Linked DNA regions of Sus scrofa: region 2 is linked to region 1. The links are chromatin contacts, called in public HiChIP or PLAC-seq maps. All regions are on one chromosome and are shown on one strand. Each heading gives the region's core, a stretch centred on a gene start, on an enhancer-like site or on the middle of the called end of the contact. The rest is flanking DNA. Distances are from core to core; before and after follow the strand shown.

What was found. HiChIP or PLAC-seq counts read pairs in DNA pulled down with a chosen protein or histone mark.
Region 2: a contact with region 1 is called in an H3K27ac HiChIP or PLAC-seq map of alveolar macrophages. The contact joins the promoter of CXCL2 here to the enhancer-like site in region 1. A contact is called at or near these places in 1 of 5 promoter capture datasets (liver), 18 of 47 Hi-C or Micro-C datasets (alveolar macrophages, brain, embryonic fibroblasts and 7 more) and 1 of 2 datasets of contacts at active chromatin or transcription factors (alveolar macrophages).

What each region holds. Positions count from the first base shown.
Region 1 is chr8:70,100,185-70,104,073 of Sscrofa11.1, forward strand. No RefSeq gene overlaps it. Among named protein-coding and RNA genes, the nearest start is that of CXCL2, 55 kb to the right of the region's middle. Within about 2 kb of position 1,872, at least 9 of the 83 cell types and tissues checked have an H3K27ac peak or open chromatin away from gene starts, as enhancers often do. A contact at or near this core is called in alveolar macrophages and embryonic fibroblasts, where this site is marked.
Region 2 is chr8:70,155,319-70,159,207 of Sscrofa11.1, forward strand. It overlaps CXCL2 (chemokine (C-X-C motif) ligand 2), which reads left to right and starts at 1,935. Exons shown (of 4, transcript NM_001001861.2): 1 at 1,935-2,066; 2 at 2,171-2,294; 3 at 2,406-2,489; 4 at 3,093-3,827. The coding sequence starts at 1,967. The coding sequence ends at 3,108.

The sequences.
Region 1 (3,889 bases), core at 622-3,121:
CTGTCCCCCATTTCTTGTTTTTAGGGAATAAGCTTCAGGCTCCAAGATCTTCCCTGAGTTCCAAAAGGTGGGTTCCAACAGTTGCTTATCATGGAAGGGAGGGGATGCAGAGAAGAGGGAGGAGCTGTCAAGAGAACATAGTGCAGCTTTGGGGCAGGGTCCTGGTTCCTCCTCAAGGAATATACATAACAATATCTGTGATTTCTTCTGCAGAACTAACCGCACCCTCTCCCACCCCATAAGTGGAAGATGTCAATGGAACATTCTTTATTCTGGAAAGAAGACCACCAGACCACTAACATCGGCTTTGAAAACAACGCAAGCTTGCCTCTACCCTGATCCTTAACTTAAGCCCTATTTTTCACTCCCCAAACTATAAAACCACCTCCCAATCTCTCCTAAGCGGGGGGCACAGCCCTTGAGGCATTAGCCTGCTGTGACCCTTCTTTACCTGGCAAAGCAATAAAGCTATCTTTCCTCCTTTGCCCAAAACTCTTGTCACCTTGTTTCTATTTGTCACCTGTGAGCAGAGAGGCTGAGCTCTGGCCACAGTTCCAATAAGACTCAGTGACCAACTGAACTCAATATGGAGCACCAGTGGATCTGATTAGCATGAGAGGCGGCCTATGACATGCATTTATATTTTCCATGTTGCATACCCTAAACGCTCCTCTGCTTTCAGTCACAAGAGTGGGGAAGAGTTTCACACAATCTCAGATTCACCTTGCTTCCCATCTCAAGAGCAGACATCTTCCTGCATTCTGCTTTCACAGCTCTCCTCCAAGGTGATGGGAGTGTGCCTGACAAATACAAGAATAGCTACAAGGGGGAGATGTGAGTTAATACCCCTGGGTGAGAAGGACTGATGGTTATGTGCTTCAGACTCCAGGCCTTTAAGGGAGAATATTCTGTCTGCTTCCTGGAAAGTCCAGTGGGCTGGAGACCCTGTTGCCCGCAGCAGCAACTCCAGGAGGCGTGCTCACTTACATTGGCTTTCGCTCTTGCCTGTTCCACTTCTCTGCTTCCTCACTCTGGTGTCCTGGATCCCTGCACAAATGAACTACCAGCACTCAAGGCAATGACTCAGATTCGGATTTGAGCAGAGTGTATATTATGGCAATTCTTCAAAAAAAAGAAGAGAGAGATCAAGAAAAGCAAAAAAATGCTTTTTTTCCTCTTCCTTCTTCTTTCTTTCTTTCTTTTTTTTTTTTTTTTTTTTTTTTTTTTTTTTTTTTTTGTGGCATAAGGAAGTTCCTGGGCTAGGGGTCGAATGGAAGATGCAACTGAGGTCTACACCGCAGTCACAGCAACACTGGATCCGAACTTCATCTCTGACCTGCACTGCAGCTTGTGGCAACGTGGGGTCCTTAACCCACTGAGTGAGGCCAGGGCCTCAAACCTGCATCTTCATGGAGACTGCGTTGGGTTCTTAACCTGCCGACCCACAAGGTGAACTCCCCCAAAATTCTTTTGTCAACAGAAATACATCTCTTTCTGGGAGTTCTGTAGAGTGTAAAAGCATTTATCTTTCCATTGCTGTATTGCTCATTTTAAAGTTATTTGGCTTCCATTTTTTGGTCCTTTGTTGTCTTCTCTTTTTAGGAAATAGCCAGTTACCCCCAAAACACTTACTGTGGTTTGGTTGCAAGATGGTGGCAGTGCAGCCCCCGATCCTCCACCCCTCATTTTCTCTAGTTTAATGTGACAGTGAACAAAGTTAAGACACTGCTGTATTTCTGAGATATGCTTCATACTTGCTCAAGAGGTTATAGTTTTTATGTATTTTCCCAGGGGGCCTGATCCTACAGTCCCTGTGGTTAGCTGTATTTGTAGGTATTTGGCAATGACTCTAAACAGCTAAGTGTGGCTGGCCTTTGGAAAACACTGGGCTGTGAGTCAGAGGGCTTTGATTCCTTTTACGATTCTACTTCTTATGCTGAGAAACCTCCTAACCACTCTGGGAATTTTTCCATCTGTAATGGAGCCACCCAGCTCTTATCTGTACCCCAGACTAAGAGAAACAGAGTTAAGAGCTCTTGGAGCCTCTTGGATTCTTAAGTTAGAAATGGGCCTGAGTCGACTGCACTTTCTTAGGTTTAAAATCTAAAGTATTTCCATTAATTGTTTTATTTTGATATGGTTGGAAATATGCTTTGATGACAAAAGATGTAAGAGTGATCTTTTGTCCTTCTATTGAATAAATGAATTCTGATACAAGGAGATTACTTATAACTGAGGGAAACAAAATCATTTAAAATACTGAATAGCCTATTAGTTTTATACATCACTTTTCTGAACCTCATCCGGACCAAGTCAAGAGCATATGGCCTTCTAATAGCAAGGATAGATTCCTTTGGCTAAAACAATGAACCGATCTACAGGATACTCCTGGGAAGTGAAGCATGGCCTTTAAGAGGACACTGGTAGAACACGCACATAAACCTCCCCTGTGCTAAATCCCTAGGTAAGAAAATAAAGGTTGGGAGAGAGGAAGCTCATTTCTTATTAATTTATTTTTGGTACAGGGGTGTGGGTGTGGGTGGGTGTTTAGAGGTGGCTTCTGTTTGTGTGCTGTTAGGTGGTTGGCTGTTCATAAGAGGTAGTCTGCAATGAAATATGACCACTCCCAATGTGGTGTTCTATGAGAGGTGGCTTTTATTTCTGCAAATTCTCTTTGAAGTGGACTGATAAAAGTTATGGCCCATTCATTGATCTCAGGATCACTATACCCAGATCAATGACTTCCCTCACCTGCAACACTCAGGTGGGGGTGGAGATGGGGTGGGGGTGGGGACAGTTTAACTGGGAAGGAGGGGTGAGGTGCTGGAAAGCAGATTCTGGTTTGCCAGAGAGCACTGACCAAGCTCTAGGTGCCAAGATGCAAGGACAAGAGGGAAGCAAAAATGCTTGGGAAAGAAAGTGGGGATGGGACAAAAAGAAAAATTAACAATCGTGACCTTGCAATTTTGCCTGGTGAACCCAAAATACGTCCAGGTTAGTGCAAAGATGACAAAGCTTCTCCCTATCAACTCATCTCGGTTTTCCCAGTCATCTGGTCCCCAACTGGAAAGACAAAGAAAGAGGTTAATTAAAAAGAGCCGAAAAAGCAAAATTCTATATATTACTGTGCGCGCGCGCGCACACACACACACACACACACACACACACACGCGAGTGTTTGAGCACACCTCCCTCTTCATCCTTCACAGCCAATATATTAAAAGCACTAAAATTCCTATCCCCAAACTTCAATCTTTTATAATTATCATGCAATAAATACATCAAGAAATGCACCGAAGAAACTGATGGTTCAGAACAAGAGAGATGAAACAGCTAGTACAGGGTTACCTGCAGGATTGGATAATGGGTTTTTGAGGGGGTGCAAGGCTATACAAATATGCCCCAAACTGGTGAGTATTCAATTTAAAGTTAAAATCATGATTTAATCACTGATTCTTCTACATTCTATTCCTCAATATCTTTTTAGTCCAAGTTGACCACTCCAGCTCCATTTTCTCTATTCATACATTTGTCACCTGGAATATATTTATTAGCCAACTTATAAGGCATCCTCAATTCTTCTCTTTGCTCACACACTCCACATGTAATATAGCAGGAAACTTTGTTGGCTCTACTTTCAAAATCCAACCAGTGGCACTGCTACCCTCCTCGTCTGGGCCTCCATCAGTAGCCACCTGAATCCTGAAAGACTAACAGCTCTTCACTGGTAGCTTTAAGCTCATCTAGGTCTACTCTTTTTTTGTTTTCTTTTCTTCTTCTTATTTTTTTTTTTTCGGCATACTCACAGTGTACTGAAGTTCCCAAGCCAGGGATGGAATCTGAGCCACAGCTGTGACCTATGCAACAGCTGCAGCAACAGCAGATCCTT
Region 2 (3,889 bases), core at 685-3,184, 55 kb after region 1:
TGAAAATAAACCTGCCTGTAGGTGGACCTGTGCAATTCCAACCCATGTTGTTCAAGGGTCAACTGTATTTACAATTAAGAATCCTAGAAAAATAAGAATAGCAATCATATCTAAACCAATTCTTAATTATTGATGAGTTGTTGGTATTTTATAAACTTTATGTCATTTTACTTTGCCTACTCCTTTAAAAAAAAAAATTGAATTGCCTGTTCTTTTTCTCAGGACTATACAGGTATTACTGACAAAAAAAAAAAAAAATGTAGAGACAAATATTTGTTTAAAATCAAGTCACTTAGAATCTTTTCAAATAATCAAGATGAAACATTTTTAATTTTATCCACATTTTGTAGTTGAAAGTCCTAAAACTAGAGTTACAAAATTACCCAACAATTAAACTAGAAAAAAAAAACATTCTAAATTTTCTTTTTAAGAAAAAAATATACAAACATTTTATATTGGAGGATTTTTCTTTTTTCCAATAATTCTTTTCTCTTTGTACAAAGATTTTATCCCCAGGTTAGTTTCAGCTTATTAATACAGAAAAAGAAATTTCTATTTTATTTACTTAAAATTATTTATAGCATTTAATATATAATTTATAGTATTTAAATGTCAAAACATTTATTCATCATAACAACTCGTTGAAGTAGATACTACCCTTAAGCTCCATTTTCCAGATGAGAAACTAAGGCACAAACAGGTTGGAAGTCATGCACCATTAATCTGGGGAGCTGAATTCCTACTCTAGCAATCTAGAGCAGTCTTGCTCAGTGCCTCCCTCATCTCTATAGCATCCCCCCACCTGCTTCCCACGGGATATGTCCATAGCTCTCACAGATCTGCATTCAGAATCACACCTAAACCATCTGAAACCTACCTGAATATAATCCAACAAAAGACATTACAACTAAGGATGAAAATGACACAATGACAAAGTCTCCAGTTAATAGCTTGAAATGCCTCATTAGAAGTCAGTAGAAATAAAATTTGACTGTGATTCTTTCTCTAGAGAGGAAATCAAATCACTAGAAGCAGGAAAGGCCATAGAACAAGGAAATGAAATGAGATTTGTGACCATAAACAAGGAACGGAGATGCGATGCGTGATCTAGCTCTAAGCTACTTCCCAGGAACACGATTTTTTTGTTTTTGTTTTGTTTTGTTGCTGCTTGGATGAGCAAAGCGTGCTGCTCACACTACGCATCCGCTCTTGATTTCTATTACCTGTTTTATTCTTGGACAAAACTAGAAACCGTGGACCTGTGAGCTCTCCTCGCAACAGATCCAAACATTAATCCGTATTTTAAGGATTAATCAACACCCTCGACACCAAAAAGGTGGTATTCATGGACTTACTCGAGCTGTGGAAGTTCCAGAATTTCCCAGAGAAAGGAAGCTAAGTGGGATTACAACACTTTGTTCCGCATTAAACACTGAATTCAATTTTTGATACTGATCGTCCCCTCACCCATGAGGGACGCTGTGACACAAAGTGTGATTTATCTGTGCTTTTAAAATACCAGGAAGTAGGGGAACTTTCTAATGTATAATATGCTAAAACTGTGTTATAACAGTGTATTTAGGCGGACGTAAATAAAATCATCAAACCCCAAGATACTTATGCGTAAAGAGCACACGCAAGTTCTCTCTGCTTCCCCCCTCAACCTTAATAACTAACGTTCGTCACAGATGCCTCTCTCCACTAAGTTGTGACTCCCCCCGTGGGGATTTGGGCACAAAGATGACACTTCCAAAGCAAGAATTACGCGGGAGGAGGGCGGGGCTGCGCCTTCCTTCCGGACCCAGGAATGACCCGCGCATCAGGGAATTTCCCTGGCCTGGGGCTGCCAGCTCCAGTCCCATCAGAATAAAAGGCGTTCGCACCGCTCAGGGAGCCACAGAACCCGCTCCACCAGCACTCCCTCCAGCCCACCTGCAGCAGACAGCCACCCTCCGAGCTAAGCCCCATGGCCCGCGCCGCGATCGCCGCCTCCCCCTGCGCCCCGCGCTTCCTCCGCGCTGCGCTGCTGCTCCTGCTTCTAGTGGCCGCTGGCCGGCGCACAGCAGGTGAGACTCGGCGCCTGGCATCCCCAGGCCGGACGCGGGGACGGGTAAGGGGGGGAGACGCCCGTCGGAGAACACCCCACTAACCGAATCTGTCTTCCTGGCAGGGGCCCCCGTGGGCGGCGAACTGCGCTGCCAGTGCCTGCAGACGGTGCAAGGAATTCACCTCAAGAACATCCAGGACCTGAAGGTGACGTCCCCGGGACCCCACTGTGACCAAACGGAAGTCATGTAAGCTTCCCTGCCCGCCGCTGTCCTTGTCACCCCCAGCGTCCCAACGCCCCAACCCTGACTCCCCAGCCCGACCTCCTGCCTCACATGGATTCTCCCTGCTCTCTGCAGAGCCACTCTCAAGAATGGTCAGGAAGTTTGTCTCAACCCCTCAGCCCCCATGGTGAAGAAAATCATCGAGAAGATGCTAAACAAGTGAGTTATAGTTTTTATTCACTCGTGTGAGTAGAGTCATTCTGTCTCCTGCAAATTATACCAGAGAAACCCACGATTTAGGTGCAGGGCTGAAAATCATGATTATTTCACCATTCATTTGCTATTAAGGTCATTAATCTGCTCTGGTGTCAGAAGGATATTTCCAGAGCCTTGCATCCTCAGCCCATTCTCCATCCCCAGTCAGATGAGTGTGACCAAATGTATGTCCCTAAAAGATTAAGTAGATTTATTTAGCCAGTGGTGCTAAAATGGCTAAAGAGAGGTTCCACTCTTTATTATTCCTTTAACCCCAGGGACAGTACTTAACCTAAGTCTCAATAACACGGGAAAAATAATAAAGCTGCTTCATGGGGTTTGATCCAAGGCTTAAGTGATGTCATGTATGCCCAATGTGGCATTATCTTCTGGCTTTCTGAAGCTAATAATAAGATTGTAACCACAGGCACCTTATTCTCAATTAAACAGCTTCTAGAAGCTGGCATTTTCTGCTACACATGGCAGCAGTGGTCTAGGTAGCACTTGGTACAGGGTTTTGAGGTCAGCTTTTAAGTCCTACTAACATGAACCTTTTTCTCATCACAGGAGCAGTGCCAACTGATGTAGAGAGATGGAGGAAACTTACTGGCTACTGCTGTAGCTTTAGCGGAATCAAAGTGAAAGAAGAGAAGCAAATAGCCCCTGGGGCCACCTGGACTGTGTTTCATGCATTTGGCTACTTCTTATGAGATTTCTTCTATTTATTTATATGTGTATTTATTTATTTATTTTTCAAAGCTTGTATATTTAATGTGCTATCTAATATTTAAAGATATGAATGTGTTTGGCAGGTCTCTGTATTGCTATTTCGAAAGGTCATTTTTATGTTGAATCAAAGTTAGTCCAGTCTTGACTAGTATTTAATTTGAAGGTTGTGTCTCTTAAGTGCTCATCATTCATTAAACTAGTTTTTGGGTTGTCAGGATAGCACGCTGTACCATCCACTGTGATAAAAGCTGGAGACCCTGGTGGGGGATCCAGGCAAACAGGTCACTGTTAGGGTAGGGGGGGTTGTATGTGTGCATTTATACTGAAGAGAAGATTGTCGGTTGTTATTTATTGAGACAGTTTCACAGACTGTGGTAAACATTTCTGATGTTGAAGTTTTAAAAACGACAATGTTCTAAATATCCCTTGGACATTTTATGTCTTCCTTGTAAGGCATAATGCCTTGTTTAGAGTTAATTACACTGTGTTTCCGCTCTGTCCTGAAATAGAGAGGTTTGGATATTTATTGATGTAATTTTACAAATAACATGAAAATAAAACTTTTTCCAAAAATTTCTTGTCAAGTTTTTTTTTACTTCTTGACTTTTTTTGGTCCCCTGCTGAATATCCAGCAC